2 separate regions of the Bombyx mori genome follow, and region 2 is linked to region 1. A link is a contact called in public Hi-C data. All regions are on one chromosome and are shown on one strand. The core of a region is the stretch at or near the end of the contact, and the rest is flanking DNA. Distances in the headings are between cores, read along the strand shown. Region 1 overlaps LOC101739321 (serine/threonine-protein kinase 26). Region 2 overlaps LOC110385726 (a long non-coding RNA gene).

The links. Hi-C and Micro-C count contacts between places; a contact is called where the count stands out from the background.
Region 2: a contact with region 1 is called in a Hi-C map of middle silk gland, with 2.0 times the contacts expected there. The contact joins two enhancer-like sites. A contact is called at or near these places in 2 of 7 Hi-C or Micro-C datasets (middle silk gland and posterior silk gland).

What each region holds. Positions count from the first base shown.
Region 1 is chr4:4,738,302-4,742,747 of ASM3026992v2, forward strand. LOC101739321 (serine/threonine-protein kinase 26) reads right to left here. Exons shown (of 12, transcript XM_038021825.2): 11 at 3,187-3,260; 12 at 1-1,677. The coding sequence ends at 1,668. Among protein-coding and RNA genes, the nearest start is that of LOC101739184, 69 kb to the left of the region's middle. Within about 2 kb of position 3,195, at least 4 of the 8 cell types and tissues checked have open chromatin away from gene starts, as enhancers often do.
Region 2 is chr4:4,916,958-4,921,010 of ASM3026992v2, forward strand. LOC110385726 (a long non-coding RNA gene) reads right to left here. Exons shown (of 3, transcript XR_009972901.1): 3 at 2,822-4,053. Among protein-coding and RNA genes, the nearest start is that of LOC110385726, 6.3 kb to the right of the region's middle. Within about 2 kb of position 2,029, at least 8 of the 8 cell types and tissues checked have open chromatin away from gene starts, as enhancers often do.

The sequences.
Region 1 (4,446 bases), core at 1,945-4,444:
GCTTAGCGGTGTCGCTTAGTTAATTATTTACCTCTTTACATCATCAAAACACCTTAATATATATAATTAAAATCGTAACATTCAAATTAATATTGCAATTTAGAAGGAAATAATGAAATAATGTATTATTAATGAAACAAATTCACAGAAAGCCGGCACGTTTTCAACACACAAATATAGTGCTCGTAACAAATCAAAAAATAATAATTCTATAAATGCTGACAATATTGTCTTTTCTCTGGAATGACGCTTAACGATTTTTCATTTCTTTTTTTTTTCTTTTTGTATATTTTATATCCTTCATACATAACATTTTCAAACATCCTAAAACCTTTAAGAATACTTTAGAATTTTGACGACCCGATATCACATCACAATCATATTATAGAACACACACAAAAAATCAAAATTTTTTATCGTACCTCACATTGGAAGAAATTCATTAAAATTTAGAATGAAAGAATGGTATACTTATGGCATAAACATTGGCTACGTACAAATGTCAGAAAACATTATGAACAAACAAAACATACGGCAGCCGCGTTAAGATAAATCACGACACAGTTTAGTTCGTAACGAAAATGTCGTCGAAGAATCGATATACCACGAAATAATGTTACATTAAAAAATACAATAATTTTGTGTACATTGAACCGTGCCATTAAAATTATGATGTCAATCTAATAAATTACGGTACAAATGAATAAAACATGAACAAATAACCGTTCACGAAACCCAAGCGGTAACAGTAGGCTACCGAAAACAATATTTACACGATTAGCTAACTAAGCATCAAATATAAAATATCGTTTCAGCAATTACATAATTCGTAGAGCCGCAATCGAATGCGAAGTTGGCTTCGGGTCATTGACCCGTACGTTAAAATTGTATTTTATTATTTTATCCATAATTATGGACATGCAAACGGGTCTCAGTCTGGCCAACCCTCCAAAGTCAATAAGTACTCCGAATTCAAATTTCGAACGAACGCAATGTGTCCTTTCCGCTAATTATATCCAACCGAACAGACGGAGAAATGTAATGCAAAATGCACGGAACGATACCGACAACGCAAGCTACGTACCTCTAGGTGCGAACGCTAAGTAACTAACTATTTAATTTCGACATTCAACACTAAGGGAGCACTGTTACAATGCAAACAACTAAAGTGCTCTTACAACTCGGCAATGAACAACCAATACAATATTTACATAAATAATAAACGAATCTATAGTTTAGTAACCGCATTAAGTAATCGTTAATGAAAAAATATATATTTTAGTTTTTTTTTTTTTCTTTTTTAGTTAAACTATGGCATTGCAACTTTGTGACTGGGTTGCGGCTGCGCACGTTCAACCCCTAAACGAAATTAATAAAAAAAAAAACAAATCGTGAAATCATACAACATCGAAATATATGACTGAACGTATTCAAACTATTGTATAGTTACAAATATAATAAAAAAAAAAAAATCAAATTAAAATTTAATAAAATTTACATTTACTTACAAAAAATATTAATATTTTCCTTTCGACGCTACTTTATATTGAAGAGTTAACTCGAATAGCGTTAAAAATTTTTTTTTGAATAGTGAACGTTATTCCGTGAACAATAAGGCATATATACGTGTGACCGGCGCGTGTGAAGTGCGACCGCTACAAGCGCCATTATAGATCCCTGAAACAAACAGAACAATAATATATAGCATATAATATAATAAACTTGACATAATTCAATCTTTATTAATTATCTATGTAATCTCTGTATTCCATTTTTATTTGCTTGTAAAAACTCTAACCATTAATAAAGCACTAGAGGTCCCGCAGTAGTCGAAATTCGACTAATTATAGTCGAATAGTGTACAAATTTACAATTCCAATTAATTATAATTGGAATTGTAAATTTGTACACTATTACGATTGTATTTTATACTTCTATAATCACAAAATTCGCCAAGACTACACTATAAAAATCATAACAAAGACAAACAATATTTACTCTATTCTCAAGTTGACAACAGACGTCAAGAACAAAAGTTTGACAATAAATAGTATGCATGCGTGTGTGTGTCAAATACATGGTATGTAGTGTGTGTAATGTTTTCTTTATTGATTTAATGTATCTTTTATGCATTATTTTAAAAAAATATTAGCATTGTGCACTTCTTCTCTGTATTCTCTATAAGTGTGGAAAATTTCATACTCCTCGGTCCGCGCAATTTTCGTAAAAAAGGATACAAAGTTTTTGCTTCACGTATTAATATTATATGATATTGACGCAATGCAATATTAAAATTTTTTCATAAAAATTGGAGTTGTAGTCGATTTAATTTCATGCCAGAGAGCACTGTGCATATTTCATTTATTATTTAATTATTATCTTGATTAGAGCATCCCTACCTATTAAAACTTAAAATATTTTTAACTTGTATCATATAAACAATCTAAATTAAACATTACACTAGAAAATTTCTATTTTCTTTCAAAGAGCGCGCAATGTATTTAATAAACTAGTTTTAACTTCACGTGTGACGTCATTAGCAAGCAAAATTATGAGCGAGATAGCCATCATGGAATAATCATTATAGTCCAACCATTAGCGACATGTGATATGATGGGCTGTGATTAATATTAAAAAAAAACCTTGCATTAATTGAAAACGAAACATTCTTTACTGTAAAAGAAAAGGTTTTTTTAGATGCCGGGATTGCTTGTCGATCGATTTGATTAATTAAATCTTACAAAACTAATTTTCTATTAAATAATTAATTGTAATTATTTTAATATTAATTATTAATAGAAATAAGAGTATGTTTCAGATTTTAATTCGATATTCAATATAAAATAGAAACTATAATTTCACAATAAAAAAAATCATTCAAGCATTTCAACTTCTAACATCCCTTATTATCCCTTAACGACATTTCAGTTTGTATTGTTACCGTCGTCCGAATAATAATATACCGGATAAGCTCTGGTTCATTTCTGTTTAGTTAAATACAAGTTTTTACGAACGATACGTTTCGTACAGCCTGGAGGCACTCGGCTACACTCGGCACCACTCGGCTACACTCGGCTATACTCGGCTATACTCGGCTATACTCGGCTACACTCGGCTACACTCGGCTACACTCGGCTACACTCGGCTACACTCGGCAATACTCGGCTGCAGTCGGCGGGTACGTACCTCATCCAGTGCTGCGAGGAGTTGTGCGAGGGCGCGCTGGGCGCGTGGCTGTGCGTCGCCACCCGCTGCACGATCTACACAGACGGACAACAAGCGACGTTTAATTGGATTACTTTAATGAGCTATGGGAACTTCAAGACTTCCAATTAATTTGTGAAGGGTCACACGTATCAAGGACTGATGACGATATATACAAAAATAATTAGAGCGTTGTTTTTTTTGTTTGAAACTATGTTTACTTATTGTGTATGTTTTCAGAAGTTTCTTAGCGGAGCGCATGTCTTGGAGCGCTTTCAGAAAGCAAACCCACGGTCGTTAGCGTCACAACTACCGAGCCCCTTGATCTATCCGCCGAGACGGCCCCACCAACTCATATTTTCGGGACAGCCTGCGAGTTCAACACTACGAGGGTCGGAGAATGGAGTCAACCGGTTGCTGTTTCGTATGATGCGTATAGCACAATTAACATAACATTTCCTTAGATATACTTCTCTAATCCCCAAACTGACATCGGAGGAAACCTACAACACTTAGGGAACCAGGATATAGCGAAATCCCTATTCCGGTCCCCACTTCGACAGCGAAAAGTTAGTGTAATGAGAAGAGCGGTCTCTCTCACACCCCGCTGCCTGCAAAATTGTGCAATCGCAAAAGTCGGCGGCACGAGTCGGCACTGACATCGCGTCAAAACTGTATAATCTCAAAACTTACAAATTTTACAGGAGAGTGTTATAACGGTTTAACATGTGATATTTTTACTATTAATTATCTTTGCAACATTTATTTTTTATTTTATTTCTTACCAGTTGCATTATCTGTTTTTTATACTACATTAAGATAAAATTATGTATTAATTTTGTAATAGCAATCAAGATATAGGTAAACTATTAAAAAAAAACTGAAACTAAACTACGCTCTTTTGACAGTATTTATGAGAAAAATACTGGTGATACCAAATGATTCCGTATATTAACTCAATTTCGAATATTTTTGGAAATTGTACTTTTAATGCGAAAAGACGATATGTGCGACGAGGACACGCGTCCCTCCCCCCCGGTCGGTGCGGGTGCGCTCGGTCCCCCCCCAACCCCCGGGTACCCGCGGCCAGTACCTGCTTATTTTTTTTTTCCTACCTAAGCTGATAGCCTTGAGAGGCTATATCAGCGTCGCCTTAACTAGTAGGTGAGCTCACGGGGCTCAAACCTGATGACGTTGCTAACACGAACCCTAGCAAGAGCCGCGCTTCGCAGAATCTACCGC
Region 2 (4,053 bases), core at 779-3,278, 180 kb after region 1:
TGAATACACCCATTATGTCTACACAAAAGTGGATATTCCAAACAAAAACATCATTGCTGCGGTTATTACGGAGTAAAAAACAATTCATATTCCATTATGATTTCGAACAATGCCTAGTTGGTGAAAATGTTATTTTGTCGCAAATTTCGTCGGATATCGATCGACGTTGGGGCGTTCAGGCTCACAAGGTTTTCACTTTTGATGGTTCGATGTACTTTGATGAATTATCTGTACATGAGATCTTTGGACTTTAGTATTTGATATACTAACAGAAACAACTACAAAATTGAATCGTAGTTTGTAAGATTAGCTTGTTTTATAATTTTGTCACTTCAACATTTGGCTCTAATGGCTTTGAAGCGGATTGCAGTCATAACGCAGCGTTTTTTATTAGAATTTCTCGAACACTACGGTCAGGCCTACAAAAACAAATCCCATGCGTGGGAAAAGTAGTACAGGCCTCATTATAAAAATAAATATTGTTTCCTTAAGGTCATTACTTATTGACGACTCTCTCGGGCGCAAGGACTTTTCTCAAAACGTAATCCTTTTCAATAAATCCTATATGTTTGATTAAATGTAAACTGATCGTATTTTTCATTATTCACGAATAACCTATCTATAACTTTCAACAGAAACAAAAACCGATCTACCGATCATGAGGATGACTATATAGGTATATTTAATCGATTGGTAAAAGCCTCATCAGTAGTTCGAGACGCGTGGGCTTCAAAGTTGAAACCAGCCTGATGTGAATCGATTATCTAGGGCATCTGTTTTTACTGATGGCATGACCTCTTGTGAGTCCGCACGGGTAGGTACCACCGCCCCCTGCCTATTTCTGCCGTGAAGCACTGTTCCTTGATGGATCTTTCCAGAAAGACCGTTTCAGTAACATTGATACTTAATTACGAATCGAACCGGAAACTCCTGTGGTCAGCGTCAGAACGGTACTTTGGTAAGCTATGCATCATGATAATCGTCTTATCGCTGCCGCCGCTGACTACTCCCCGACTCCTGCCCACGGAGGAGCCAGTCACCGTCGATGCCTTAGACAATTCCTTACAGATCCATCAGATCCATTAACTTCAGAACTAGACGCTTTCTGCTCTAACACTAGGAGCCGGCTTAGGGACTCTGGTAATCGTACACAAGGAACTCGGCAGAGTTCAACATGCTACCTAACTCATACATCAGCTCGCTGAGTTTCTCGCTGGATCTTTTCAGCGGGTCGCGATTCCGATTAGGTGGTAGATTCATTCGCGAAGAAGCTGCCTTTGGGTTGATAGGTGTCCTCCGGAGGCGCTTGGGCTGCTATTAGCAAAACCCTTCGCTCCGGGCTAAGCCTTTGCTCGCCCACCTGTCCTGGTGAAACTGGGAAAGTCCACGTGACACAAATAATTCTTCATTAAAAAATTTAAGGAAGCTAAACATTGGATGAGAACTTGTCAGTGCAGCTTATTTATTCCACTGCAAATTCGTGTTCCGGTGTGAGAGGAAGATTGCATGCAATGCAATGGATGTCTCAAGGATGATGTCAGGCGATGACGTCAGAGTTGTTTGAGTTTTAGTAGTAAGTAAGCTCATAATGAGCACACAGCCGTCTTCAGCAGAGAATAATAAATAAAATGTATAAACTAAAGCGATTCTAGATATTTTTATAATATAATTTTGATCTAGTAATGTAGACAGGAATACAATAAAAATAGATCTTAATACAAAACTGTTCAGAGAATTAAATAATTTTGAATAGGAGAAATGTTAGTAATATTAAATAGACGTAGGTATCTAACTGGTAGGTGAGGCTACTGCTCACCGTGGTCACCCTTTCTCCTAGTTATCAGCATCCCACAGACAGAGCCAAGTCACACCTCCAAATACAATATAATAAAAATTTTAAATTGTTGGATATCTTTATAGTCATAATAAGAAAATTTGAAATTAATGTATGAAAAGCCAAGCCTTAAGAAAGTAGCGTCATCTATAAGCTCATTGTAATAATCTTAACATACATAGCAGAGCCATCTAGGATTGGTCGAGGCATTTTCAACAAGTCAAGTATAGATGGCGCTATCTCGTTTTGACGGAAATTGTCCCATTTAAACGTGTACTTTGGTTTTGAACTATTTCAACCAGATGGCGCTTCTGTACATGTCGGCCATTTTGTTGGGATTGCATTGCAAATATTGTATGTATAGTATAAAAATGTACTTGTACTTTGTTAGTTAATTTGACAAAGTACTTATTGATTTTAATTGCTAAGGGCGAGTATGGTCTCTTTGGGTATATAACAAAGAGAAAATGAAAATTGTTTGAAAATTTACATAAATAACTAAATTATTATCAAGTAGTCAATGAAAACAATGAACATAGGTAGAGTTAGAGGGTCAGGTGGTGCACAAAATAAGATAAATATGGTGGTAAATTTGACTTTCGGGCGAAATTAATTTATTACGTATTAAAACAAACGGATAATTGCAAATACCTAGCAAATAGTATTTTTTCTTTTTTGTTAACTTCTAACCTTTAAATATTTTCCCAAATGTTTAATTCGCAATTCGTTAGCATCGTATCAATTTATTTGTTGCTGGCTTCAAGCCAAAGATAAATGACCTATGATATCAAAACGTGATCACCTTACGCGTTATCGTTTATAAATTATTCCAATTGTAAGATTAAAAAAATACAATCTATTTCTGCTCTCCTACATCATTAAATTTATTTATAAACGACGTAGGCGAGCGATGTTTAGCTTTAGTCGAATCACGATATATCAGTATTCTTGTCTACTATTAATAGGTATATAAATGAAAACACATTCTTACATATAAAAATATTTTATTAAAAACATTTTGGTAACATTTAATAAGAACACTTAGGTAAAAATAAATCGACCTCAAAATTATTTTAAAAGAACAGCCTGGACTGGAAGTTCACGGAGGAAGCCGGAACAGCAAAAACTAAAATAAATAAAAACAATGATAACACTCTAGGCAGAGACGTGTCTAATTGACAACCAGAATTAAGGCATCGCAAGAATAATTATTTAAGTACGATAAAATACCTACGGCTATTATTATAATTACAACAAATAAACGCCTAGTGTCTATCTTTCAGTTGTGTATGCTCGCGACCCTGTACAACTCTCTTGGCAGGGAGCTTACATCGAGTATTATTGCCACTAACATTATTCACATCACACACGAGACATCTTGCTTGCCACTACGTAGTAATTATACACTACTAAATACTAAAACATCCCAATTATACGAAGCTAGTTTAAAATTTTACCTAACTAATAATAATAATATTAACATCTTCGGTTAATTTTGATACTAGAATGATATAACATCATTAAATATTGTACTCTTAACATTACGCTGGATTAAATTAAATTGAGGAATTAAAACATTTTATACATAATATTGCAAGCATTACTGAGATTGTGCACGTTACGTGGTTCGTTACAAACATTAACATTTGATATACTTAGCGTTAGAAGGAAGTTGCTTAATAATATTATACTGAAGTGGACAAGATGAGACGAGCTCTCTTCCGATGTTGGAGTCGAGCTGTCACAGCTACATTAAAGGAACAGTCATATAGATTAAATTACGAGCATTGGCACTTTTCAATATTAAATCTTAATTATACTCTCGAAATAGCACTGCACATCGATAACCAACTTAAAAACTAAATTCAGATCAGTCATTTATGATATCACATCAAAATAAACAGGGAAATACATAATATGTGATCATCGATTGAATATACTATGTAATAATTATTATATTCTTTTCAAAAGAGGTATTAATTTTCTTAAGGGTCACTAAAAATATTGAGCTCTGCGCCGAGCGCGACGCACTATATCACCATAATACGAGAATAACATTGAACCAATAAGATTTGGTGCCTGGAGTTCGTCTCCCGAGTTATTTCTATTTCGCTAAACCTACATAATGCTTATCAGATATACGTAATACAGGCCGGAAGTACGTGCGACATCGGTGTCGATATGCATTTATTACGTCAAATTTAGCGTAGCAACACCGG